Linked DNA regions of Mus musculus: regions 1, 2, 3, 4, 6 and 7 are each linked to region 5. The links are chromatin contacts, called in public Hi-C, HiChIP or PLAC-seq and promoter capture Hi-C maps. All regions are on one chromosome and are shown on one strand. The core of a region is the stretch at or near the end of the contact, and the rest is flanking DNA. Distances in the headings are between cores, read along the strand shown.

Evidence for each region. Promoter capture Hi-C pulls out the DNA fragments that hold promoters and counts their contacts. Hi-C and Micro-C count contacts between places; a contact is called where the count stands out from the background. HiChIP or PLAC-seq counts read pairs in DNA pulled down with a chosen protein or histone mark.
Region 1: a Hi-C map of uterus shows a contact between it and region 5, with 2.0 times the contacts expected there. The contact joins the enhancer-like site here to the promoter of 2310015A10Rik in region 5. A contact is called at or near these places in 1 of 39 promoter capture datasets (the SN4741 cell line), 2 of 15 datasets of contacts at CTCF or cohesin (large pre-B cells and pro-B cells), 22 of 484 Hi-C or Micro-C datasets (the AML12 cell line, B-cell progenitors, bladder smooth muscle and 13 more), 20 of 115 datasets of contacts at active chromatin or transcription factors (acute myeloid leukemia, bone marrow-derived macrophages, craniofacial prominence and 15 more) and 4 of 9 other capture datasets (adipose tissue, embryonic stem cells, liver and 1 more).
Region 2: a promoter capture Hi-C map of hematopoietic stem and progenitor cells shows a contact between it and region 5, with 5 times the contacts expected there. The contact joins the promoter of Zfyve26 here to the promoter of 2310015A10Rik in region 5. A contact is called at or near these places in 23 of 39 promoter capture datasets (the 3T3-L1 cell line, the C10 cell line, the HPC-7 cell line and 18 more), 7 of 15 datasets of contacts at CTCF or cohesin (the NIH/3T3 cell line, embryonic stem cells, hippocampal excitatory neurons and 3 more), 38 of 484 Hi-C or Micro-C datasets (the 3T3-L1 cell line, 3T3-L1-derived adipocytes, B cells and 25 more), 41 of 115 datasets of contacts at active chromatin or transcription factors (the NIH/3T3 cell line, the SCID.adh cell line, acute myeloid leukemia and 27 more) and 5 of 9 other capture datasets (adipose tissue, embryonic stem cells, liver and 2 more).
Region 3: a promoter capture Hi-C map of hippocampal neurons shows a contact between it and region 5, with 8 times the contacts expected there. The contact joins the promoter of Rdh12 here to the promoter of 2310015A10Rik in region 5. A contact is called at or near these places in 7 of 39 promoter capture datasets (the 3T3-L1 cell line, the C10 cell line, embryonic stem cells and 4 more), 6 of 484 Hi-C or Micro-C datasets (B cells, the HPC-7 cell line, adipose-derived mesenchymal stem cells and 1 more), 1 of 115 datasets of contacts at active chromatin or transcription factors (large pre-B cells) and 1 of 9 other capture datasets (embryonic stem cells).
Region 4: a contact with region 5 is called in a BATF HiChIP or PLAC-seq map of CD8 T cells, with 6 read pairs. The contact joins the enhancer-like site here to the promoter of 2310015A10Rik in region 5. A contact is called at or near these places in 2 of 39 promoter capture datasets (the SN4741 cell line and embryonic stem cells), 2 of 15 datasets of contacts at CTCF or cohesin (the NIH/3T3 cell line and large pre-B cells), 2 of 484 Hi-C or Micro-C datasets (bone marrow-derived macrophages and embryonic fibroblasts) and 15 of 115 datasets of contacts at active chromatin or transcription factors (CD8 T cells, acute myeloid leukemia, craniofacial prominence and 11 more).
Region 6: a contact with region 5 is called in a promoter capture Hi-C map of pre-B cells, with 11 times the contacts expected there. The contact joins the promoter of Rdh11 here to the promoter of 2310015A10Rik in region 5. A contact is called at or near these places in 21 of 39 promoter capture datasets (the 3T3-L1 cell line, 3T3-L1-derived adipocytes, the C10 cell line and 14 more), 4 of 15 datasets of contacts at CTCF or cohesin (embryonic stem cells, large pre-B cells, pro-B cells and 1 more), 23 of 484 Hi-C or Micro-C datasets (B cells, the C2C12 cell line, the G1E-ER4 cell line and 9 more), 7 of 115 datasets of contacts at active chromatin or transcription factors (astrocytes, bone marrow-derived macrophages, embryonic stem cells and 3 more) and 4 of 9 other capture datasets (adipose tissue, embryonic stem cells, liver and 1 more).
Region 7: a contact with region 5 is called in a promoter capture Hi-C map of pre-B cells, with 4 times the contacts expected there. The contact joins the promoter of Srsf5 here to the promoter of 2310015A10Rik in region 5. A contact is called at or near these places in 3 of 39 promoter capture datasets (liver and pre-B cells).

Annotation. Positions count from the first base shown.
Region 1 is chr12:79,325,100-79,328,613 of GRCm38.p6, reverse strand. It overlaps Rad51b (RAD51 paralog B), which reads right to left. Exons shown (of 11, transcript NM_009014.3): 7 at 1,210-1,393. Among named protein-coding and RNA genes, the nearest start is that of Rad51b, 30 kb to the right of the region's middle. Within about 2 kb of position 2,208, at least 10 of the 459 cell types and tissues checked have an H3K27ac peak or open chromatin away from gene starts, as enhancers often do. A contact at or near this core is called in uterus, where this site is marked.
Region 2 is chr12:79,294,403-79,298,197 of GRCm38.p6, reverse strand. It overlaps Zfyve26 (zinc finger, FYVE domain containing 26), which reads left to right and starts at 1,916. Exons shown (of 42, transcript NM_001008550.1): 1 at 1,916-1,972; 2 at 2,426-2,721. The coding sequence starts at 2,528. Rad51b (RAD51 paralog B) reads right to left here and starts at 916. Exons shown (of 11, transcript NM_009014.3): 1 at 866-916.
Region 3 is chr12:79,207,133-79,210,706 of GRCm38.p6, reverse strand. Rdh12 (retinol dehydrogenase 12) reads right to left here and starts at 1,794. Exons shown (of 7, transcript NM_030017.4): 1 at 1,599-1,794. The coding sequence starts at 1,666.
Region 4 is chr12:79,391,938-79,395,920 of GRCm38.p6, reverse strand. The region is part of intron 7 of Rad51b (RAD51 paralog B); the gene reads right to left. Among named protein-coding and RNA genes, the nearest start is that of Rad51b, 97 kb to the right of the region's middle. Within about 2 kb of position 2,155, at least 10 of the 459 cell types and tissues checked have an H3K27ac peak or open chromatin away from gene starts, as enhancers often do. A contact at or near this core is called in CD8 T cells, where this site is marked.
Region 5 is chr12:80,131,089-80,134,774 of GRCm38.p6, reverse strand. 2310015A10Rik (RIKEN cDNA 2310015A10 gene) reads left to right here and starts at 1,931. Exons shown (of 3, transcript NR_033514.1): 1 at 1,931-2,048; 2 at 2,816-2,961.
Region 6 is chr12:79,190,272-79,193,918 of GRCm38.p6, reverse strand. It overlaps Rdh11 (retinol dehydrogenase 11), which reads left to right and starts at 2,064. Exons shown (of 7, transcript NM_021557.6): 1 at 2,064-2,193. The coding sequence starts at 2,129.
Region 7 is chr12:80,943,214-80,947,299 of GRCm38.p6, reverse strand. Srsf5 (serine and arginine-rich splicing factor 5) reads right to left here and starts at 1,801. Exons shown (of 8, transcript NM_001079694.2): 1 at 1,628-1,801; 2 at 580-724. The coding sequence starts at 705. Gm20337 (predicted gene, 20337) reads left to right here and starts at 1,901. Exons shown (of 3, transcript NR_045057.1): 1 at 1,901-2,563; 2 at 4,071-4,086.

The sequences.
Region 1 (3,514 bases), core at 959-3,458, 810 kb after region 5:
CACTGTAAGTTAGTAAAAATAAGTAAGCAACTCATCTTAAATTCCTATTAAGTATCTCTTCAAAAGATTCTTTAAATTTTTCTATTCTACTTGACCAGGAACAATTCAAATATATCATTTTAAGTAGCTATTAAAAACATAAAGATAACAGTTCTCAAGATAAACTCTGTAATATCTGATTTTAATCCAAACTATAAATTTTAGAGTCATGAAAATATGTAGAATGTGTGTGTGTGAACTTTCTCCGACTTCTCGCTTGGCTTTACAAATGAAAGGCTACATGGTGACTCACATAATTTGTATATATTCTTTATGATACAAAGACACGAGATCTTAATTTCTCCAAAACAAATAAGAACCATAAAGTCTCAAGCAAATTTTATGTCAGGTTAAGGAATTTCCTTGTCTGGGTGGGAACATGGCTAAGACTAAAAAGCCTGGAAGAGTGTGGTAACCCATACCTGTAACCCTAGCACTAAGGCAAAAAGCAAGAGGGTCTGGGGGGAGGACGGTCGGGCTGGACAGCAGGATGCTGTCTGGAAGAAATCAAAGCAAGCATAGTAATACCCAATGCTCCTGAGGCTGCAGAACAAGTTCAGCCTCCCACATGTAGCAGAGTGGGGTGTAACTTAATATACATCTCTGTGTTGTCTGCTGTGCATCTCCAACCCTAATAATCACCCCTCAGACTTCCTGATCACAATGCCCACCACAGAAAACCATTCCAAGAGCTCCTTTAAGGTATTCTCTGTGCCATTTCCATTCATGGTTGACCTCTGCCCATTGGAAACAAACCAAAACAGCGCTGAACAGGGTAACCCATGAACAGAGCCTAAAAGATCTAAGTTACAAAACCCACAGGATACACCGTCGCTGCAAAGAAAGTTCGCAGAAACAGACCCAGGCCGCTCTTCGAGTCGTCCCACGTAACAGTAATCTCAGCATGACAGACGTGACACAGAACTCACAGAATGAGTAACCCGTGAGAAGGAATGAAGGAAGGGACGGTGGGAACCGCCAGAAACACTTAAGTCTGTCCCGGGTCATGTTATAAAAGGGGACATAACCAGCAGAGAGGGTGGCTTACGAAAGCAGTTACTTGCCATAGCAATCCAACTTTAGAAGTCAGATGTTTAGTCTTCCCTAAGTATATCATCTGATACTGTAAGGTCATGACCTTAAGAGAAAAGAAGGAAAAGGGACACTTACTGGGATTGAAAACTCCCCTGCCAGGTACTTCAGTAAGGACGCTCCTTTGCCCAAGAACTTGTTCCTTTCTTTGATGTTGCCTTGAAGCTTCGGGTCAAACTCCTTTCTGACCACAGAAGCAATGGAGTCAACAATCACAAGCTTAACTCCTTTCGAAATGATCTCTTCCTCCAAAGACTCAAGCCTGTGAAAGTAGAATTTGTAAAATAACAAACAAGTGTAAGACACGAACTCTTTTTTATTTTTCTTTTCAGAAGGAAAATAGAAGAACACTGTATTAGGGTTTGAGAGAAAAGCCAAAACACAAGTTGGGCAAGCTGTAAATCCTGGCAGCTGCTGGGAGGAGGGAGCCAGTGAAGACTTAGAGTGCAATGGAGGTCTGCAAACATCTGTGAGGGGAAGAGGGCGTTAGAGCAAACAGCCTGGAGGTTGAGAGCAAACACGCTTAGGACTCTGGTTGTTCTCCAGGTCAGAGACAGAGGTGGGGAAAGGACAGCCATGCTTTTGGAGTTAGAACTCAGGAAAGCAGGCAGGCCTAACCCTGAAGATCTGTAAGTCACTTCAAAGACATGACTTTAAAAAGTGAAGGGGCTGGAGAGACAGATGGCTCAACAGTTAGGAACACTTGCTTCTCTTGAAAAGGACCAGGGTTTGGTTTCCAGCATGTACGTGAGGGTTCACGCCCATTGGTAACTCTAGTTCCAGGGGACCCCACCCACTCTTCCAACCTCCAAGGGCACCAGACATATAAGTGGTATACACACAAACATGCAGGCAAATACTCATACTCATAAAATACAAAATAAATAAACCTAAAACAACAACACCACCATGCTGAAAGGGTTAATCAGCTTTAAAATAACAACGAGCCAGCTCTGGTAACAGAGATCTGTAGCCCTCATTAATCAGGAAATTAAAGAAAGAAGTTTGCAAGGTCAAGGCTAAACTGGGCTACAGTGGGAGTTGTTCAAAACCATACTGGATAACATAGTCTGTATGTTATCAAAATAAAAACTTAAAAAAGTGCTGAGAGGAGCTGGAGAGATGGCTCAGTGGATAAGAGCGCTGACTGCTCTTCCAAAGGTCATGAGTTCAATTCCCAGCAACCACAGGGTGGCTCACAACCATCTGTAAAAGGATCTGATGTCCTCTTCTGGGGTGTCTGGAAACAGCTACAGTGTACTCAAATAAATAAAATAAATCTTTTTAAAAAAAAAAAGTGCTGAGATGCAGCTCAGCCCTTGCCTGACACACGAGGCCCTAGGTTCAAGCCCAGTAACACACATGCACTTGCTCATGCACTCATGTGTGTGCACACACACACACATACCACACACACACACACACACACACACACACACACACACAGCGATGGCTGTAAAATTCAGCACACATAACTTAGTTCACCACTCCTATCACATTGCATTCTTCTGGAAATATCAACAGTGTTTTCATGTTGCCCTACAATACTACAAAAGCTGTAATTTTACAGGAAAGCTACTTGTGTAGCCAGTCTAAAACGGCCTCTAAAACAGCCTCCTCTTATTCCCCTATCCTGGTGTGTCCTATCTTTTTATGAATTTCTACATAAATGCCTTCCCATACTACACAAGAGTTGGTCTATGTGACAAGTGCTCATGACAAAATGGTGATGCTCTTATTCCAGACAGTGGGGGTGAAAGACTACACTTTCCTTGTGTAAAGAAAGGACGCCTTCCAATGGTGCACGAGTGAGCTTGGGTACAGGCATACCAGCCCACTGGTCAACAAAACAACAGCTATCCTGGACAACAAGCAAAGCAGGAGAGCCAGCTGAGCCACTTCCAGAAGCTCACTCGCCAGAAAATAAGTATTTGCTGTTCTAAGCTGCCACATTTACAGGTAGTTCACTAACAAAACAACTTATAATTAATAAGCTACTTAGATTCTAAAATATTCACTGATTTTTTTTCCATTTTAAAGAAACATTTCAAAAAAACTACAATGAATGAAGAAGGCACAAATTATTATTTTTTTTAAAGATGTATTTACTTTATGTATATGAATACACTGTAGCTGTCTTCAGACACATCAGAAGAGGACTTCGGATCCCATTACTGATGGTTGTGAGTCACTATGTGGTTGCTGGGAATTGAACTCAGGACCTCTGGAAGAGCAGTCAGTGCTCTAAACCATTGAGCCATCTCTCCAGCCCAAATTATTATTTCTTTAACTCCATTATATAAGAATTATTTTACTAAGAAGCTGAAAACGGGGAGGAGAAAACTTTCAAAGCATTACTAAAATATAAGATGTTTTAGTAATG
Region 2 (3,795 bases), core at 667-3,166, 840 kb after region 5:
TTTCTACTCCAGAGCTGGTGCATAACGCTCAAGGTAGGCACTCATTATAGACATGTGATTCTTCTAACGTGACTATCCACAACGTTAGGTTAGGTTACTCAAACACATATTTCTCCACACAAACCCTTCGCCAACCAGTCACTTCCTCTCGAGTGCTATCTCCACACTTTGCACTTATTTCTTCCTTAATCTGATCTGTGCGTTATTATAGTGTATGCTTTTCTTTCTTCCTGATGTGTGCGTAAGCGCGTACGAGACAGAGGAGACAGCATCTCAGACTGAATTTCTGTTAGGCGCTCAATAAAAATAGTGAAGCAACAAAACCCAGCTATTTTGAGGAGGCTGAGGGGTTAATTTATTTATTGGGCCATTATTATGCGCCAGACACTAGTTTTAAATGCTTCGGATGTTTTTAATAAACACACGAACTAGCCAAGGGATCGAGCCAACATTCGAATCCAGAGATCTGACTCCAGATTCCGCGCTCTTAACACCACAAGTTTGACAGTCCCTAAACTTGCCCGGATGCCTAATTTGCCCAAGAGCGGAGGAAGAAGTATCAAGAGTTAGAAAACCTGACGCAAAACTTCCTAATAAAACAGAGCACCTTACAAGCATCACTCGCCTCCCTAGAGGAAGTCGGAAGCTCCAGGACCCCGTCCGGGTTCCAGGGACGAGCCCCGTTACAGAGTACGTGCTCAACACGCAGGACTCTCCGCGACCCCGGTATCAACAGCCACAGGCTCCAAGAGGGAGCACAAGATAATGAACACACCTTCCTCCCCACAACTGCCCCCTCAGAAAACTCCAGTACCAGGTCAGCAGCGTGGAACTTTCAAAGTTTCCCCCACCCTCACACAATTACCCGCGAAAAGTGCGAGCAGCAACATCTGGGGCTCTGGTTGGTTGGTACTCTGGCGACTTATCCAATCAGAAGCAGGAAAATCTCGGGTTAGCCCAGCTGTATTTTGGGAATTGTAGTTCAGTCTCGAAGGTTAATCTAATTAAATTTTTCCTTTGTAGTGATTGCTTAAATCGAGGAGCGGAACCTTTCAAGACGAATGTAGAGGAGGGAAAACCCTGACTGGAAATTCTTTTCCTCAGTGAATCGCATTTTAAAGTTATTTCCTGGGCCAGAGAAGGTTCTTTTGGGGGGCTGAGGGGTTGGAAAAAGGGTGGGCAATATGCCCTATTCCCGTTTTGGGATGAGAGTTTTGTGTTTCCTTTGCACTGTTCAACACATTTAGATGGTGAAAATGTCCGGGAAATACTAACTAAAGCGTCTCAAACTAAAATACATTGAAAAAGAACCACTCAGTTTAGTTGAAAAAATAAAAGAAGTCAAGTAGGTTTCGTATTTAAAACAGCTGCGTTAAGAAAAACTAATAAACTTAAGAACTGACTTGATTACATGATTTGTGAAAAGCCTTTGCTCACTCTTTGTTTTCGTTTGCAACTCCTTTGTACCGACCTCAGTCTTTCGATGGATATATAATTATATATGATATACACACGATAGAATTAGATAGAATAATGATACAGGAAGATCCAGAATTCCTGTGGCTAACCTATCATCTATCACTGGTTGGCACGGAGAAAATGTTGACATCAAAAACAAAACAAAACAGTGGCGGGTACGGAGCGTGGAACACAGATATTCCTGGCCCCAGCTCCCCCGAAATGAATAACTGTGGATGTTGCGAGAAGGAGCAATCATAATTAGGGAGAGTCCTCAGTCCTGTAGCTAGCGGATCTAACTCTTCCTTAGAGTCCCCGTAGCAATCAGGTGGCATCACGTGATTCAAACAAACACGGCACTTGATTTGCATCTTGCTTCTCCTGAGCCAATAAGAGTGGCGCTCTCTTTCGTCATCGCCGCCCGTTCCACCACTCTTCGCAATGGGACTTGTCACCTGACCGGGATCAAACATGGCTGCTCTGGACGGGAAAATGCATTCGACTCCCGGAGCAGGTGAGTGTAAGGCGCAGGGAAGATTGCGAGGGTGCTGTCCACGACCCCGCTAGGGGGAGCATCCCTGTCCCCCAGCCTCCCGGCTCCACAGTTCAGTCCCAGATTGATCCCCTAATCTTTAGCCTCTGTCTTAACAGAAGGCTCTAACCAAGGGAGTTTTCATCCTTACCAAGGCATCCACCAACCTAGAGATTTGTAGCCTGACAAAATGTTCAGGAGGGAATGCGGAAGTAAATGTATGTGTCTGCACCCCAGGCTAGCAAAAATATTAAGATTGTTATATGTGAGGTCTGCGGTAGAAGATGAGGTACACCCCTTAGAGAAAGAGACGGCTCTCAAAAAGAGATAGTAACAGGTCAAATTAAACCCAAAACAGTCATTAGAAAAGTAAGTTCTGCCGTTTCTTTTCGGGCCAGCAGCTGGTGGTTCATCTAAAGTTTCGTTTCTTCTCAGCTCGTGTGGTGTTTCTAGGGGGTACTTCACGGATGAGAAAATTGAGAATGTATTTCGCGTAACGCCTCTATTTTCTATCTACCTGCACTCTGTGCTGGGAAAATGAGTTACCCATTTGGGAAAGAGGAAACCGCTACAGAGGAGGAACTTTTTGAGTTTTTCTGTGAGTGCCTGCGGAGGGGAGACTGGGAGTTGGCACAAGCATGTGTACCTCAACTACACCGGGGACAAGGAGAGATCCCCCAAAAGGTGGAGGACATACTACAGGCGCTGGTGCAGTGTCCCATTCTGCTAAGGTAAGCGATCCCCGCTCCTACCAGGATCTAAGAGAGGAAGATAGTGGTTCAGTGTTTGTACTCTAGTCTGTGTGTGTGTGTGTGTGTGTGTGTGTGTGTGTGTAGGTTTTCGAGACAGGGTTTCTCTGTATAGCCCTGGCTGTCCTGGAACTCACTTTGTAGACCAGGCTGGCCTCGAAATCCACCTGCCTCTGACTCCCGAATGCTGGGATTAAAGGTGTACACCACCACGCCCGGCTGTACTCTAGTCTTTATGGCCCCCCAGTCAGCTACTATCTTAAAAAGTTAGCAGACGGGGAACACATTTCAATATTCTGATGTTTTATCTGTGTAATGTATTTTACATCTAATGTACTCCAATGGCCATGAATTATGCTCTGCAGCTGAGTTTAAGCCTGACTACCAAAAGGATCCTGAATATCATTTCTTGTTTATTATCCATAGAAGATGGCTTAACTGCATTTTGTCTCCAAAAGACAAACCCTGTTCATTCCTCTTGCTTACGAGACTGATGATGGTGTTGCTCTGACAAAGAGTTGAAAATGCATTGACTTAAAATGTTTTATTGTGAAATAATCATAGACCCACAAAAGGCTGAAGTACAATAGAGTTGGCACAAGCTTTTTCCAGCTTCCCCAGTTGTGACATCTCATTCCAGCTGTGTGTGCTAAAGCAGCAAAACCAGGAAAAGTGCATTACTATAAAAAAAAAAAACTATGCAGTTTTATCCATTCAGGGGTTGATATACGCCCACTGTAATAAAGATACAGAAGTTCTGCACACTACACATGAGTCCTCTCACTCCTTGCTACTCTACTGTATGTTTGCACTATGACCCCTTCTTGCCTCATGAGAACCACAGTTCTCCATCCTAGATCTTATATTAAGTTCTTTAAGGTGTGTACTACTGCCCAAACTACTGACTTAAAGTAAGGCTTATGAATTCCTATAACTAAATAGTTATAAGTGAATCGCTATGAACTCCCTTTATTCTTTTATATTTGATTCATTTTCTGTGTTCAAAAGTACACTTAGGAGCTGAGTATGGAAATTTAACCCATGCATCTCAACTGA
Region 3 (3,574 bases), core at 545-3,044, 920 kb after region 5:
AAATTAATTTGCATGGACCACTTTTTGGTTGGGCAAGGTAGTGGCCAGCTCATAGACAAGAATTGAAAGGTCATGTGTCCAGAAGCTAAAAATAGTCACCTGAGCAAGCAGAGAAAATGCTCCTGAGCCAGGGCCAATGGAGACATTCCTTGTCAGATAAAAACGCTATCAGTCTAATCTCTAGACTTCCACGGGTCAGCTTCCTCCTCTGACCCACATTGGAATCACATGGGTGATACACATTAGAGGACTCAATGGTCCTGAGCCCTATGGCTCCAATAGTTACTATAGGAACTAGCAGATAGCATCTGGGTTGACACATTAACTACTTCCCTCTCAGTTGTCTTTTTTGTTTAGAGAGAGAGCATCCTGAGTGACTTTCTGGCACTTTATTATGGATTTTATTTAGGCCATTGGCACACAGAGAAAGCTTTCTTGTTGAAAACAAGACCAGAGAGTCTAGAATACTTCCTGAACATCACTGGATGGCAGACACTGAGCTAGACACTTTCTATACACTGTCTTTTCTTGATATTTTCTACATGCACTGTCTAGCCTAGGCTAGACTTTCTACACCCAATATTTAGACTAGGCTAGACACTTTTCTACACTCATGAGGTCTATCCCAGGCTTGATTTTCTATACATTTTCTGTCTAGGTTTAAACACTTTCTGCACCCAGTCTACCTCCATGCTAAATAGTTTCTGCACTCACTATCTTTCCACATTTTCCATACATATTATCTTTCCATATGCCATTTATATTAATTTCCCCTGCCATTTCAGTATTACTTCTATATTACAAAAACAAACACACACAAGCAAACAAAAAAAACCTCTGAAGCCCAAAGATGTTTAAGTCATTTCTAAGGGTGGCCGGGACCAAGTATGACACTTTGACACTCTGTCCTCAGTATGCCTATCTAACCTTCCTTTGGGGTGGGGGTGGGGTCAGGTCAGGGGGCAAAGGTTCAAGACAGGGTCTCTCTGTATAGCCCTGGCTGCCCTGGAACTCGCTCTGTAGATCAGTCTGTCCTCTAATTCAGAGTTCTTTCTGCTTCTGCTTCCTGAGTGCTCGGATTAAAGGCACGTACAACCACACCTGGCTCCTAACCTTTCTAATCATCAACAAAATTTAAAGCCCCCACATAGAATAGCCATTTCTTGGCACCTCCACAAATCCCCAGTGAATCATTTCCAAAACACTTCTTGAGAGAAGTATCAAGGGAAGAGAGTTTGCTTCCTTTCCAGAGTGCCTAAGACTTGACAAGGAGTCCCTTAACGATGAAGTCCCCATGACACTCACCTCATCTAGGGACAGAAAAGAAAAGGAAAGTGTCAGAGAAACCTAAAGGAATCAGAGGAAAGTGCCACAGGACTCATCTACTCCGCCTTCCTCCTTCCTCGGCATCCGAATTCAAATCAGCCCCACCTCCTCCCACCCAGGTGCTTCCTTCTCGTTTTCTGCAGAGGCATCCAGAACCCCTCCTTTCCTGTTTTTAATGTACTAATCTCGCCTCCGCCACCTTCCCTCCTTCTTCTTTTAGAAGTCAAAACCATCTTCGTAAAGTATCTTTGAGTTGCTGGATTAAAACAAACCTGATGGATGGAGCTGTCAGATACAAGATGGAGAGGAAGGACGTAAGCAGTACCAAGATAAACAGCATCTTGTCAACTTTCTTAGTTGCTGCTTCCCACCCTCAACCTAGCCCGAGGATCCTTCTCTGGCTCCAATTCCTGGCAGCTTCTGTTGGTTCTTGGTTCCTCTCACTCTGGGACACTCAGCAACTGGCTGGCTTAAGCAATGCCCAGAATCTTACTTAAATCCGAGAGCCGCCAGAGCACAGCCTCCTGGGAGTTGTAGTCCTAGAGGGGTGGGGCTTAAGGAAAGATTAGGGCTTCACCTTATATTGGCAGTGAGAATTTGGCAATACTGGAGTTCCTCCTCAACACGCTATTTTCAAGATAGAATATGTTACACATTATCAGCAGGCTTCAAAAAAGCCAGGCATAGTGACAACGTCTTATAATCAACGTATTTGGCAGGCTGAAGCAGATGATCACTTGAGTCTGTAGTTCAAGACTGGCCTAAACAACATAATAAACTGTGTCAAAACAAAACCAAACCAAAAAAAACAAAACAAAGAAAAAAGCAAGCATGCGAACAAACAAAAAAAAAATCCTCCAAGTCCTAATGATGCTTGAAATATGTGTGATTAAAAATGGAAGAGAGATAGTAAGAAGGATGGCTAAGTAGGTCAAAGCACTTTCCATGTGAGCTTGTTGGTATGTGTCCAATCCCCAGGATCCATGTAGAAGTCAGATGTGGCAGCTCAGGCCAGAAGAGTGGCTGCCGTCTGTAACCACAGTAGTCCTACTTCAAAATGGAAACTGGAGCTCAAAGGCCAGGTAGCCTCGAGGAAGTGGAACTGCAGGATCAAGAGGTAGGTACGCACAAACCTTGCTTCGAAGACAAAGTAAAAGGAGTGACCTGACTTTTGAAAACTTGTTCTCTAATCTCCATATGCATGTCCCTACAAACCCCAAAGTAAATTAACAGGGCAGGGAAAGTGGCTCAGCAGGTATCAGCAATAGCAAACAGGCACAGTGACCTGAGTTTGGTTCCCAGGTCCCACAGCCAACTCTCCAAGTGACACTGTGACCTCCACACATGCTGAAGCCTGTGCATTCCTGCACTCTCATGTATATATAACCAATTAAATAAGTAAAAGTTAAAAATAAATAAATGGAAGAAATAGGGAGTGGCTGAAGGTCCTGTGGGGCTGGCAATGTGCTGGTCTTTGATCTTCGTGCTAGTACACAGGTGTGCTTACTGTGAACAATCACTGAGTTGGGCGCTTTTGATTTGGGCATTTTGTGTGTGTTCTTTACATTACACTTCAGTGAAGTTGACACACCCAACGACATGTCAAGCAAGAGTAGAGTGTTTAAGTATTCTCGAGCTAGACTCAAATTCCTGACTCAAATCCCAGCTCAGCATCCTTCAAGCTTCAAGGTCCTGGGCAAGTTATTGAGTCTTTCTGCTGCCTCAGTTTACTTGATTATCCAATGGGAGTGATTATCAGTTGCAAGTCTCCACATGGCCACTCGGGCCACTCACCTCAGATGATTCTCAGGTCAGGTGGACTCAGGGGAGGACACAGCAGTGGGACAGCAGCTTTGTAAAACAGAGATGAGGGGCTACTCTCTGATTTGACCTTTGGTGGTGGTTTGTCAAGTGGAGTCACACAGCTGTGGCCGATGTCACCATGGTCTAGAACATTCTGTAAGAACAGAGCCTACAGAATAAGAGCAAGTGTGAAAACTGTAAATGCCTCTTCCTCTTCTTCCACTCCTCCGCTTCCCCCTCTTTTCATCTTCCAATGACATATCCTGGCATCCAGATGAGAAAAGTAGGAGCCTAGCATGGCCCCCAGTGGTTTCCCCAAAAGATCTTTTGTACAATAATGTGTCCATTTCTAGTCAGGAGCCGTTTGCTGCCACACTCAAAACTGTCCCAGAATGAAAGAATGTTTTTTTGTTTTTGGTGGTGGTGGTGGCAGTAGTGGGTTTTT
Region 4 (3,983 bases), core at 906-3,405, 740 kb after region 5:
CATGAAATGGAGCCCACCCCTGACATAATTAATTATATTCTTCTATACTTGCAGACAGGGGTCTAACATAACTATCATTAGAGAGAGATAGGTTTCACCCAGTAGCTTATGGAAACAGATGCAGAGACCTACAGCCAAACATTAAGTGGAGCTTGGGGAATTATGTGGAAGAGGGAGAAGCAGGGGTCAAGGACACCACAAGATAACCTACAGATTCAACCAATCTGAGCTCATAGAGACTGAACTGTTGACCAGAGAATACATACGGGACTGACCGAGGCCCTCTCCATATATGTAACAGTTGCATAGCTGGGTCTTCTTGTGGAACTCCTAAAGCAGGAGCAGAGACTGCATCTGACTATATTGCCTACCTTTGGATCCCCTTCTCCTGACTGTAATGCTTCATCCAGCCTGAAAAGAAGAAGATGCACCTAGTCTTACTGTAACTTGATATGCCAAGGCTGGTTGATATTCATAGGAGGCCTCCTCTTTTCTGAAGAAAAGGGTAGGAAGGCTGGATAGCAGGGGCCACTGGAAGGAGGGACTGGAAGGTAGGAGAGGGGGAAGCTGAGATCTGGATATAAAATAAATAACTTAATTAATAAAAAAAAAGAAGAGAGTATGGGATATTTTGGCCAAGAAGATAGAGACCTCAGTCAACATGTAGAGCATCACACCAATACTCTATAAGTCGGACCCTAACAGAAAAGCCTAAATGGGGCCTACAGGAGTGACTCTCAAATGTTAGCATGCCATCAGAATAGCTTAGGGTTTATTAAAACTCACACTTTTGTGGCTGGAAAGTTGGCTCAGTGTTAAAGGCAACTGCTGCTCTTGGAGAGGGTGAGGGATCTGTTATAAGCACGCATACGGTGGCTTACAACCTCCTGTAACTCCAGTTCTAGGGTACTGATGTCCACCTTAAGCCTCCACAGGCACACACAGGTGGTACACAAGCATACAAGTAGACAAAACACCTCTATGTATAAAATAAAAACAAACCTGAAGGAAAAAAAAAAACTTAACCATGTAACCACTGAATATGTGCAGAATTAACATTATACAGGCAACACTACTGTTGGTTTAATATTTCAAGTTTTCTCATTTCAAGATCCTTCTTGTTGACATAACAATGGTGCATACCAAAATTTAATCACATTTAGCCAAGAGAACAAGAATACTTTACTTCATCCTAAAAATAGTACTAGATAGTGTGTACTTTTAAGCCCCTCAACCAACATTTTCTTGTTCCTTCACAACTATAAATGACCAAGATCTCTTTTAGAATTCAGTTAAGACAGACATTGATTCCAGGACAGCCAGGGCTACACAGAGAAACCATGTCTCGAAAAACCAAAAAAAAAAAAAAAAAAAAAAAAAAGACAGACATTGAGTGTGAATTTTTGTGTGAGCACATCTAATAGCTACCATATAGAATTAAGATCAAGATTTCTGGTATTTATAGTTTTCAACTTTACATCATAAAAAGTACAAATAAAAAGAGTAATATTTCTTATCTTGATTAAACATTTCTTGACAGGGGCTAAAGAGATGGCACAGAGGTTAAGAGCACTGTCTGCTCTTCCAGATATCCTGAGTTCAATTCACAGCAACTACATGGTGACTCACAACCATCTTTAATGGAAATCTGATGCCCTCTTCTGGTGCGTCTGAAGGCAGTGACAGTATATGCACATAAATAATCTTTTAAAAAAATTACTTGACATTGTGAGAAGCCTAACATAAGATTTTTAATAAACATTCAAAGAAAATTCAGTAAATACCAACTTCCCTAGGACCCAGGGGAATGACTGAAGTTAGCCAAACAGCATCTATACATTAATGCACGGTAAATACAACTAATAAATAAAGAGCAAGCTTGGTTCTTCTGACATGCCTGCTTGATTTCACAGCATTATCTTCTCAACGGCTGCAATATGATCACCAAGGTTTTGATGAAGTGTGTAAAAAATGAGTAACATTTCCTGAAAGGTTTTTTTTTTCCCCTTTTAACCTCCTTTTGACTTCAGAAATGTATTTAGAAATGAGTTCACAGGAATGGTTTCTTGCAAAACAGAAAGGCATGTTTGAATAGCAACATATACAAATGATTCCTGTTGCATCAATTTTTGGCCACAGACACTCTCTGTTTCTTAGTAGAATGACAGAGAATAAGATTAATTGTGAATAAGTAGAGAATACACTACCAGAAAGAACACAGCTTAAATGCAGAACTCAATTAGTTTCGCTTGCTATTTGATGAGTAAATTTCATTTACTGCTTCCTGCCCAGAGGTGGGTTAACACCACCCTGAAGACTGTACTAGGTAATTGCCAGCACAGTCTAGACCACTGCCCCTTTGTCTTTCTTTCATCCATTTTTAAAGATTTCTTTTTTTTTCCTTTCTTTCAAAACAGTTTCCCTGTGTAGCCCTGACTGTCCTCTGTCCTAGAACTTGCTCTGTAAACCAAGAAGGCTTCAAACTAAGAGATCCACCTGCTTCTGCCTCTGCCTCTGCCTCTGCCTCTGCCTCCTCTGCCTCCTCTGCCTCTTTCTCTGCCTCTGCCTCCTCTGCCTCTGCCTCTGCCTCCTCTGCCTCCTCTGCCTCTGCCCTCTGCCTCTGCCCCTCTGCCTCTGCCTCTGCCCCTCTGCCTCTGCCTCTGCCTCTGCCTCTGCCTCTGCCTCTCTGCCTCTGCCTCTGCCTCTGCCTCTGCCTCTGCCTCTGCCTCTGCCTCTGCCTCTGCCTCTGCCTCTGCCTCTCTGCCTCTGCCTCTCTGCCTCTGCCTCTGCCTCTGATTCTGCCTCTGCCTCTGCCTCTGCTGCCTCTGCCTCTGCCGCCTCCGCCTCTGCCACCTCCACCTCCGCCTCCACCTCTGCCTCTGCCTCCCAAGTTCTGGGATTAAAGGCGTGCACCACCACTACCTGGCTCCCTCCTTCCTTCCTTCCTTCCTTCCTTCCTTCCTTCCTTCCTTCCTTCCTTCCTTCCTTCCTCCTTCCTTCCTTCCTTCCTTCCTCCCTCCCTCCCTCCCTCCCTCCCTCCCTCCCTCCCTCCCTCCCTCCCTCCCTTCCTTCCTTCCTTCCTTCCTTTTTAAAAAAAGAATCCTTTGAAGCTGAACATTCCTATTTATATGGAACAAACAAATAAACAAACAAAACCCCTATCTCAGCTGGTCATCATTTTGCCTCTGGAATATCACAATCTCATTCTAGCCTCCCTTTCTAGAATTACAAAGTAAATATTTGGAAATAATCATATGACTCCTTATAGGCAAGTCCTTCATTCTTTAGCCTGGCCACATGGGGCTGGGGGAATCCCCTACTGCCTTAGCTATTGTCATATAGATGGACTTGAGGCTCATCACTGATAGAATGTGACAATCGGAATAATCTGATGCAGAATTTGAAAGGCTGTCATCACCCTTGCTCTAGACACTCTATAAAGGTAGTCCAAGATCACAATGCATTTTTGTAAAGGAACATGACAAAGTTGTTCATGCTGAGTTTTCAGTTAAGTGAAAAATGTCAGATCTTTCTTTCTACCACTACATCTAAATCATCCCTGTGTTGCAAAACGCACAGGACTATATACATTATTACATTATAGGCTCATCCTCAAATTTTATATTGGTCAAGCTCATCAGCTCAGCATTTTTACCCTTTTGGATTCCCAAGTATGTATCAACTACAAATCCAATCAACACACAGCTATATTTTCTTAACTCCTTATTCATAACATTATGTAACAGGAAAATGGAGAGAGAGTCCTGTACTATCTCTGAGACCTTGTTCCAGGCTAACATAAGTCTGTTACTGCTTTCATGTGGTTATTCAACCAGTTACATATCAAATAAAACTGTATCATCCTTATCTCTCTTATCAACCTCAGTGATATCATATAATACAACAAGTCAAAAAGATTCATAAAAGTCAGATTCTTAGAGACTGTGAGCAAATAAGTCTAGAGAAGAAAAATGCCCAGAGGA
Region 5 (3,686 bases), core at 682-3,181:
CCAACCCTAGAGTCATTAGGGAGGGGAATAAATAGGAGGGGTGAGAACCGAGACTCAGGGAAAGATAGCGTGTCCCCCTATCTGCTCTCCAAAGTGCTTGGAGCGGCAGGGCAAAGCTAGCATGAGCTTGCACGCATCCTTTGAGGTCCTCCTCACATGTTGGAATTGTGACATCAGCCCCAAGCATACAACAGGCCCTTAACAATGTTCACAGAAGAAATTGGCCCCAGACAAAACATGAACTGCATGGGTGGGAAGATGGCACGCTGTCTTCTTACAACTGCCCAACGCATCTGGTTATATCAAATATGATTCTCCCTCAGGCTTCAAGGAAGGGCTGAAACAAATCGGACTCAGTCAGTGAGAAGCCCAGGAGTACCTGGCTAGGGTTCCTAAAGGTGAGGTAGCATTCTGGGTGTGGCTAAGATCTTGGGTCCCAGGGTCTCTTCTTAAGAGGGAGGTCCTGGGTACCAGATGTCTGGACCTTGCCCATTGGTCTCTCTTCTGTTCCCATAGCTTTGTCCTTCAGCCTTTGGATGGGTGGCAATGCTCTGGTCCCCTCTGCTCACCACACCCAGCGCTTTCTTGGGTTCTCTCCAGGACCTTCCTGCTCCCTTCTTCTAGACCCCTCTTTAGAATTTCCACAGAAAGGCCTTTTGTGACAGCTTCCACACAGCCCAGTATAAATCACACATGCTCCTTGATTCGCAGTGAAGCCCTGTCCCAACAATCCCTTCAATGAACTGAAAAGGCCAGGTAGCGTGGAGAGTACACCTGCTTCCGTAACGTACCAGACGTCACCACTGTGCCATGCAGTACACTATAGACCACTGTCTGCTTCCCACTCACGACTGTAGGAACTTCCCGCAGAAGAATACTGTGTTTATTGCTAGTCCGGGGGAAAACCCAGAATTAAAAATTCAACTGTGGTTTCTACTGAATGTATATTATTTATGTTTCACCTTACAGGTGAAATTATGATAAACTGGGGACTGTTTGTAGTTCCCTATTTATGTCTTCTTTCAGTGCCTTAATATTTTCCTCTATAAGAACATGGAAACTTTTCCAAACTGGGCCTGGTGAGATGGTTCAGTTTGGTGAAGGTGATTCACAGGCCTGATGATCTGAGTTTGGTTAGAATCTACAGAATCCACATGTTAGAAGGAGGGAATCCAGTCTTGAAAACTGCCCTGATTTAAATAACTATATAAAATATATACACACATATACATATATGCATATATATTTTATAAGTGAATTAAAACTTTTTCAAGGGGCTGGAGAGACGGATAAGCAGTAAAGGTCATTGGCTACTCTTCCAGAAAACCCAGGTTCAATTCCCAGCACTCACGTGCTTACAACCTTACAAGCTTACAGCCATCTGTAATTCCAGTTCAGGGGATTTAAAAAGTCCTCTTCTGGCCTCAAAGTGCACTGCAGGCACACGGTACATAGAAATACATATAGGCAAACAGCCGTACACTTAAGATTTAAAACTTTCTCAAGTGTCATCTTAGATTTGTGAAATTATCCCGCTAAGTGCCATATGGTTGAGAGCTCCATCAGGGTCCTCTGTGCTCTGTCTGCATACTGTATACTGGAGTGGATGATAGAACCCTGGCCTAAGTAAGTGGGCTGAGCTGGTAGATTCAGGACCAGCGGCCAACAGCAGCAACATTCACCCTGGAATGCCATAAAATACAAACTCTGAGTTGGAGTCCGACCAACAGATGGGAAGACGCCTAGGGAAGTGTGGTGTACGCTTTTGAGAACCCTGTAGAAAGGGTCTCAGTGCCCGGTGGTCCAGGGCAGTTAGGATGGCCCCGCGTGTGCCATTCGGCACACTGGCCAGTGGAGGGCAGTGTTGCCACGCCCATCGAACGACCTCGGCTGCTTGAGCGGCGTGAAAGGCCGGCTGGGGAAGACCGGCGGGGCGGCCGCAGTCTGCTCGCCCGGGCGACAGACGCTCCGAGATGCCGAAGGGCCAGCAGCGGCCCCGAAGCTCCGGGCTGGCCGCGCTGTCGCTCTGCCGCGCCCCGGTCTCGAAGGTTCGCGAGGCTCCAGGGCGCAGGGGAGGAGGCTCGCTCGGGCCGGCCGGGGCAGCCTGCCAGAGAGGGCGGCGGAACCTTGACCGCGGCCCCGGAGGCAAAGGGCAGCCTCCGCGTGATGCCTCGGCGAGCAAAACAAGCCGGCCATCTTGGCGCCCTTAACCAGCTCCTGGCCGCTCCGGGCGCGGCCAGGGGTCCGGCCACCGAGCCCCGCGGCGGGCCTGGGATTTGGAAACCGTAATGCCATGGGCGTGGGGAGGAATTTCTAAGAACGGGAAGAAAACTCGAGGCCCTGGCACGTTCCCTGGGGTGTTTGGAAATGCCATCAGTTAGCCATTAGTAGGCAGGGCCAGCGCTTCGGTCAGTGATTGGATTTGTCCCAGTCGCCTCCTAGTTCTTTTTGCCCTATATTCAAAGAGCTTAAAAGTCATGGGTGGTTGAAGTAGGTCAGAGTGATCACCAGGCTGTTGTTGCCTGGCAGCCCAGTGGCAGGGTCCGAGACAAGGTGGTATTCCAGTAGATGCCCTCGGGCCGTACCAACCCAGGGTCAAGGACTAGCTGCTCCAGTGCTATATGTGATCAGCTCATTTCCAGTTTCTCAATCATTCTGATGTCATCCGAGGGACAGAAGACCCCACGGCTCCTCCTCTTTGCCTAGTTTACACATCGGGGTTGTTCTAGCATTTGTAGTTTTCAGGTTCTAGAATATTCTTTTCCTCTGTCAGCCCCCACTAAGAAGCTTTCTTGATTTCCCCCTTTGTTTCCAGTGAAGGTGCCTCTTCCTGGCTAGCCCACCTACATGCTGTCATCACTGGGCTTCTGCAACTCTCAGTCTTTGTGGCTGCACCCTTCCCTTCTGAATCCTGAGGACCCATGAGTGTCAGGCCCATCATGAAATTGGTCGTCTTACTGGGTACGTAGGTCATGCAGGAACGGGTCCTTGCAAGAGGACTACCAAGCGACTGAATAGGTTTTAATCTGGATTGGGGCCTAGGAGTTATTCACAGGTGTTTTGAACCTTCAGCACAGGAGTATGTATAATGGTGTTTCCTTAAGCCCTGTAATGGAATCCTTTTGTGTGTTTACTGAAAGTTATTCTGAGTAGAACTGTCAGGGTGTGTGCGGTAGGAACCAAAACCATAGGTGTGAACCAGACTGAGAAGATGGGCCCTCAGAGCCCCCTCTGTGCAATTCTGTATGGCTTGGGCTATGGGCAAAGGGAAGACAATCAGGCTGGCAGGCTCAGGACCAACTGAAGACCGGCCTAAGCCGGTGGTTCTCAACATGTGGGTCGCGCCCCCGGGGGGTTTGTCAAAGGACCCTCGGAAGACACAGATATTTACATTATGATTCACAACAGTTGCAAAATTACAGTTATGAAGTAGCAATGAAGGTGATTTTATGGGTTGGGGGTGTGTGGGGGTGGGTCACCACAGCATGAGGAACTGTGTTAGAGAGTTTCAGCATTAGAAAGGCTGAGAACCGCTGGGCTAAGTGCTTGGCAAGACTTGGGGTGTAGGCTGAGGGTCCCAGGAAGAGGCAGGAAAGAAGAGCTTGGGACAGCTTGGAGAAGGTTTATGCCTACGGAGAGATCCTTTCTTGTTCCTTTTAAAAGATGAAACCCAAAGTTGTCCCATG
Region 6 (3,647 bases), core at 815-3,314, 940 kb after region 5:
GACCAGCAAAACAGCAGCTGCCACAATACGTAGGTAAGCTGGCCAAGCCTCGTGAGACAGGGTCCAACTTCTTAGGCAGATAGGCACCTGGTCTCTTCCAAGGACCCAGGGTCTGATCAATACCCTTTGGCTATGCCTTTGTTTTCATCTACATACAAGTTGAAAGGCTTGTAGCTGTCTGGCAGGGCAAGTGCTGGGGCTTCAAGTAGTTCATTCCTTGAGACTGAAAAGCTTTGTCCATTTGGGGAGTCCAGTTTAAGACACTCTCCTGCCCCCTAGTGGCCTCGTAGAAAGGCTTTGCAATCTCTGTGAATCCTGGTACTCAGAGACTGCAGGAACTCACAAATTTGATACCAGGTCTTGGGGACTGAAATGTTGAGAATCGTTCCTTTGCTAGCCTGGGATAGCAGATGTTGCCTGTCCACCCCCCCCCCCCGCCTTGGTTTTTCCCCAAGGTATGTTACATCATTTTGGCAGAGCTGCACTTTCCTCACAGACATTTGATATCTCATCTGGTCTAACTCTCTGAGCAAGGCATAAGTTGCCAAACAGCAAGTTTCTTCATCTGGGGCAGCTATGAGCAAGTCATCAATATGCTACTAGAAAGTTATCTGGGTGTGGGCCTGCCTGTATGTATATGTATATGTGTATGTGAATGTGTATATAAATATATGTCTGTCTGTCTGTATATGTATATGTATATGTGTATATGTATATAAGTAAGTATATATCTGTCTGTCTGTCTGTCTGTCTGTATGTATGTATGTATGAAAAATGGTTGGAGCCTTGCTCTATCTGTCACATGTGTGAATGTATGTGTGTGTGTTTATAATTCTTCCCCACCACCCCCTCTCTCTTTTCTTTCTCACTGATCCCCAAAGAGTTGTCTCAAGAAGGCTGAAGGTTGAAGCAGGAAGGAGAAAGCTGCAGCTTTGACAACTCCTGAAGCAGTACTTCACAGCTGTCTGTGTCACCTCTCAGAGACTACACCAGTTTATTGTAGAAATACTGTTAAACATGTATAAAATGAATAAGAAACAGAATACGTAAAAGACTTTTTTCTTTGAGCTGTGAGCTGCTCTCTACATACTAGACACTAAGAAAGCGTTAAATGCTGATGATTACTAGATAATCCAATACTAAATCTGTAAGAATATGTCTTCTTCCCAGGTGCTATACAGTATATGGCTCCAACTTGACTGTGGAACAGGTATCTTCCAATGAATGGAAATTAATTATGCAAATGAACCAGAAACTGAATAGTGAAGGTGGGAAACCACAGACAATGACTTTTAAAACTTGTTAAACATGATAACTCATGTTTATCCCCATGAGGTACACCTCAAAGGAAAGAAAAGTTTGAACAGGGAGTTTGCCTTTTCCCAAAGAAATGTTCCTGGCCTTAGTTCAAGACGGGATTAAACTCTTTGACAAAGTGATAAAACCAACTGTGCCAATCTGAGAAATGCATTGTTTCCTTGAAGAGTAATACATGATATAGTCATCCAAGAAACTATTTTATTATCAAATAACAACCAAGGGCTTGGGAAATTATGAAGGATACTATCATAGATCGAAGTACACACAACCGTGACTCTCTAGGAGGTCTTAACTTGCTTTGCCCCATAGGGCAAAGGTCATCTCTGAGGAAGGACATCTTCCGCCACACCAACTGTCCGACTAACGGCTCCTGCCCTTTGTAATTAACCTCAGAATACTTTCCAGACGCTGTCTCCCAGACAAAATGTAATTTCCTAATAATGATTGGGGAAAATTGAACCAAACACTGGACTTGGGCTCCAGGAGATAGCAAACCCGCGAGACTTCCAAAGAGTCAATTAGTGGCCAGAGGAGTGGTAGAAGGGCTGGCTCAACGATCCCACAGGCCTAGGCCCTGGACCACTGAAGACCATTGCTCCACGGTTGTGTTATTCAACTTTTCATAGTGCTTGGAAGTATACTCTGAATGTATCACCGCCAGGCGGCCGCCAAATCCAGGACTACATTTCCCAGAGGGCTTTGCTCCCTGGCGGTTGCAGTTGAACCGGGGTGTGTCTAGGATCAGAAGCCATAAGTCCCGCTGTCCTCTTTAGAGCATCAACTTCAACTGCGCTTCGGTGGTGCTGAGATGTTCGGATTCCTGCTTCTGCTCTCTCTTCCCTTCATCCTGTACTTGGTCACGCCAAAAATCAGGTCTGTGCGAATGTTGCTTTTTCTTGCCAGGTCTTTTAGAGAAGATAAAAAATCCCTACTGAAGCCCTCTCCCTAGCCCCCGTAAAGAAAGACTAGGAAAGGACTGAGAAGCCCTTTAAGGTAGCAAAGATCTGGAGTTTACTGGACTGTAGGCGAGATCCTGGTGCCCTGGATGTGGGCACGGCCAGACGTCAGACCCCAGGTGGTCGTAAAAGCGCTCCAGGTCTCCATCATCCTGTATTGCTCTTTCTGGCCTACCTTATTTCCTCTAGCACTATTTGCTCTCTAGCTTCGGGAAGCCGCTGAGTATGGCGGGCTTTAGATTCTAACTGTTTTCTCCACTCCCAAGCTTTGAACCAGCCTTTGTCTAACTATTTGTCTCCAGCCCTTGAGGTACTACAGGAGGGTTGCACTTTTTGCTCTCTGAACCCGATGCCAATGTTATCTGGGGCATGCTTCCTTGTTGCCGTTATTCACTTGTTTAGGTGTTTGTGACAACTGAAGGGGAAGATTCATTGTCCTTCGGAGTAGGAACACGTGCTTGTTTGCCCTAATTAGATTACTAGGAGCCAGGAGAAGAACCACGTGGTCAAAGGATGGTTTCTTAATTAAGTGTCAGGTCAGCCCAAACCTGGAGGTGTGTGTAATCACCTGAGAATCAGCGGCAGGCTACCACAAGGGGCAGTCCACTGATTGGTTCTGAGTAAGTCACCAGGAGTGACGGTGGACCAGTAATAAACGCCACCTTCTTTCTGGGCGTGGCCATAGTTCCTATTGGAGCTGAGGCTGTGCCATCCTTCTGTCATTTCTTACCATGACCAACATTTTTTCTTCCAAGACCTACTTCCCACTCTTTTTGCTTTTTCTTCTCTCTCTGGTGGCTACTTTCATTTTTCCCCTCTCCTCTCTGAATACTTACAGCTCCCATAAGTAGGCACACATGGGCCTTGTACTCAGGTAAAAACTTGGGTTTCTTTTTACCACAAGATCTTCATATCCATATAGAATCTCAACAAAACATGAACCGGAGCTACATCCAGTGAAATGTGTCTTAGAAGCGAGCACTCTAAGGACTCTACTATCCCCGTTGGAGCCAGCATGGGAGAGTGGGGCCAGAGCTGCGCTTTCAAAGTTGATTTCTTGTTTTCGATGATGACAGAGGAAGGAGGAAGAGCCAATTCCTGGTCCCCAGGATTTGTCAGTGTTGAAGTTCAGTCTGAAGGGACGTGAGACACAGAGCCAGGGGCCTTGATCGCTGAGGAGAGAGAGGTTCCTTTGGGTACCACAAGTTAGTTTGTCTTAAGTAGTGGCTGCTTGCAGATAACAAGTTTAGTGGAATGGTTGAAATGCTCCTTAAAAACGCACTTCTGAGTCAACAGATCCTTTTAGTCCTAAAATTGAGAAGAGAAGAGGAAAATCTGAGGGTTGTGTTTGTGCTTCATCCATTTGGAAAG
Region 7 (4,086 bases), core at 552-3,051, 810 kb before region 5:
CAGTAAGAGTAGAGCTTTTGGACGTGCATGCATTCTACAGCACATTAAGATCATGGAAGCCGAGCGTGGTGGCGCACGCCTTTAATTTAATCCCAGCACTCGGGAGGCAGACAGATTCCTGAGTTCGAGGCCAGCCTGGTCTACAAAGTGAGTTCCAGGACAGCCAGAGCTATACAGAGAAGCCCTGTCTCGAAAAACCAAAAAAATAAAAAATAAATTTAAAAAAAAAATCATGGAAGTGTTAAGATATACCTTACACTCAGATACTATAACCCTAAGCTAGGGATGACTGAGAATCAACTCCAGCCAGCAGTTACTTTAACTTCTTAACAGAAGCCACTGCTTCTTGGCCACTTCTAACATCTTTCTGGGAAAACAATTCACATGGACTCAGAGTCCATGCTCATCACAAGAGCTCTACCCACTTTGTTTTTTTTTTTTTTCTTTTTTTGGAGACAGGGTTTCTCTGTGGATTGGCTTGCCCCTGCCTCCCAAGGGCCAGAGACCAAAGGCATGTGTCACCACCACAAAGTTACCTAACTTCTCGACAGATAATTCAACTCAGTTTCAAGTACTTACCACAAAACCAAAACCTCTTTTCAAGTCAATATCTCGGATCCGTCCGTAACCCTTGAAGAATCTTTCCACATCTTTCTCCCTCGCTGCTGGATTTAGTCTCCCAATGAACACTCGACAGCCACTCATGATGCCCGGCTAGTGTTTCCTGTTAGGCAGTAATTGAATCGAGACAATATCAACGATTGACACCATGGGGGTGGGGGATGTTCAGTCAAGCAGTCAAACACACCCCACGTTTACCAACTCTACTAACAAGGTCGCCATGTACCTTTTAAGTCGTTCACGACCACCACATTCAAATTCCAAGTTAAAACTTAACTCTCCAAAAGACCCCCTTCCCAGGTTCCACACGGCAGCCCACCACAACGCCAGTAGCCACCTTTCTAGACTGCGCAGCCGCACACGCTGTCCCCGGATCCCGGGGTTCCCCTCCCATCTGCCGCAGTTAAGGCCAGGCCGAGAAATGCGGGCGGAGCCGAGCCCGCCCTCTGCCAGGCCTGGTCCAATAGCAGCCGGCCGCGCCCGCGTCGCGGCCTCCCCGCGCGTCACAAGCCGGAATCTCGCGACGCCACCACCGAGCCTGCGCAGTGGGCGACGGGGCGCGTTCGCAGCACAAAATGGCGACGGCCGAAGTATGCGGCGGGGTGTGGGGGGGGGAGGAGCGTAGCGAGCCGAGCTGCGTGCCCCCGAGACACGGGCAAGCCCGGGGCCCAGAGCGCTGCGCCTGCGCCGGCCCACGGGGGGAAACCCTAAGCTGCCCTGGGCCAGGCCGGCTCCCCGGCGTCCGGGCCTCGATGAGAGCCATTAAGGGCGGCAGGGAGGGGCGCGCTGCTTCCCGACACAAACGCCCTCCCCACGCCCGCCCTTCCGCCTCGTGTCCCCCTCACGCAACACCCACAGGGAGACGTGCCCCAGCGCCCACCTCAAATCAACTGCGCTCTCTGAGTCGCCGTCCTCCGCAAAGAGCGAAGCCCCGGCCACTTGCGACCCGAGCGGCCATGAAGAAGCCTCGATCCGAGAAGCCTTGCCCTCAAAGCGTGCCACTCACCTACCGGACAGGGTCTTTGGCGGCTGAGACCCCGGAGAGGTCCGTAGTCTGCGACGGAGCTGTCTGCCTCCCTACACAAACACACACACAACACACATACACACGAACCCAACTCGTCTACAGTCTCTCCACAACTGACGCACTTAGCAGCTCGGACGTTGCACAAAATGGAAGGGACGTCCTGGCGTCACTTCCGGGGCGGTGCCAGAAGCTCGGGGACCGCCCACTTGGAGCTGAGGACAGACGGTTCCTGGGAGCCGGAAGTTCTAGTAGGGCGGGGCTTCCTTACCGCGACCCCTGGCGAGAGCAGTGGGTGGTGGGAGGACTAGAAACGTTCGTTCAGTTGGCAGGATACACCGGGACACTTCTTTGGATACGAAAAGATGTATTTAAACTTTTTCTTAGGTCCCTCGAAGATTACCAAGAAACCCAGGCTTTTCAAAAATCACCTGTTTCTTTTAAAAATTCATTTACATAGTCGGTCTCGCTAAGCAGTCCTGGCTAGCCTTGAGCTCAGCGATCCAGCCGGTCCGCCTTCAGTGTGATAGGATTATTGGCCCGAGCACCAGGTCCAATTCTTTCTTTCTTTCTTTCTTTCTTTCTTTCTTTCTTTCTTTCTTTCTTTCTTTCTTTCTTTCTTTCTTTCTTCCTTCCTTCCTTCCTTCCTTCCTTTCTTTCTTTCTTTCTTTCTTTCTTTCTTTCTTTCTCTCTTTAGCCTCTTCTGCAAATTGTACTTATCAATGTCCTTCAAGAGAGGGTTCTTAGCCGGGCGTGGTGGCACACGCCTTTAATCCTAGCACTTGGGAGGCAGAGGCAGGAGGATTTCTGAGTTCAAGGCCAGCCTGGTCTACAGAGTGAGTTCCAGGACAGCCTGGTCTACACAGAGAAATCCTGCCTCGGAAAAAAGAGAGAGAGAGAGGGTTCTCTGAGGCTCAAGTAAGTGAATTCTTTCAGTGTTGTGGTTTTTGTTCTGATCAGCCTAAGGAACTGAATTGTTTTCTACTAAAGGAGAGATTTCACGTGGTGAAATAATGAAATTGGTACTGTGGGTAAAAAAAAAAAAAACAAAAAACGCTCCTATATATTGAATCCCTAGGGCCAATCTTGGCTCAGCTAGCTGGGAAAGATTTCAAGTTGTTTCTAAATCCAACTGGCCATTGTCCATTCCTTTCTGTCCAGGTCTCAATCTCAATAGTTAGGTGGACGGTGGTAGCTTCAGCCTTTAATCATCTCTGTGAGTTCCAGGCCTACCTTATCTACAAAGTCCAAGACAGCCAGGAAAACCCTGAGTCAAAGAACCAAAAAAAAAAAAAAAAAAAAAAAAGAGTCGAAATCAACAGTTATTGAGAAATAGAGTTTATGCTTCCAGCATGGATGTAATACACAGCAGTCCACATCGGTAACTCTATCCAGCCTTCCCCAGTGAGGTTGGGAGGTCTAGAAACATTGACAATAAAGACTGTTGTTGTTGTGAAAAAGGCTACTTCTCTTTAATATTTTTATCTGTAACCTAAGGCATCATCTAGATTTTGAGATGTACCTAGAATAGAGTCACACAATTTCAGCTAGGGTCACAGGGATGAACTGATAGCTCAAGAAGGAGCAGAGCAACCCTGGGTCTGACCTCATTCACGTGGAATAAGCTTGTCTATTCAGTTAACTATGCAAATAAAAACAGCATCAGTGGACCCATTAAAAAACATGTAGCGGGCAGTGGTGGCGCACTCCTTTAATCCCAGCACTCGGGAGGCAGAGGCAGGCGGATTTCTGAGTTCCAGAACAGCCAGGGCTACACAGAGAAACCCTGTCTCAAAAAAAAAACAAAAAAACACTTGTATTATCCCAGAAATGTCTGGGGGTGGGGGGTACTCTCTTTTGGATAAATATTTTCCCCATGTCATTCTTTAGGGGCAAGGGCATCCTTTCCAAAGACATTCAAACAAATAACATATATGTAGTAGAGGAAAAGAGTTACAGAGATCACAGATTAAGAGAACATTTATTGTCCATCACAGACCTGCTAGCTGCCTTCCTCTCCCCAGAAATCGGGTTACACCCTCCCTGAAGGTGTTAGGAGTTGATAAGAAAGCTTACTGTAGCCAGGCATGATGGATAGGTATGTTTTTAATCCCAGTGTTTAGGAGCAGAGGAAGGAAGTAGCCTACTCTATGTAGTGAGTTCAGAGTTAGCCGGAGCTACACCGTGAAACACTGTCTGAAGAGAGAGAGGGGGAGAGAGAGAGAGAGATTCTGTTTCTGACTCAGATTCACCCTATAAGCCCATCTTTTACTTATTAAATACTGATTTTTTTTAAATGCCTGCATGATGTTTAAAATAGCAATGTCTCTAGAGTCATTCAATACAGACATTTCATTTCTGTCGACTGTAGACCACATCATTTGCTGGTGATCCTCTCTGATTATTGTAAAACTGTTTCCCCCAGATTGGACATCCCCATC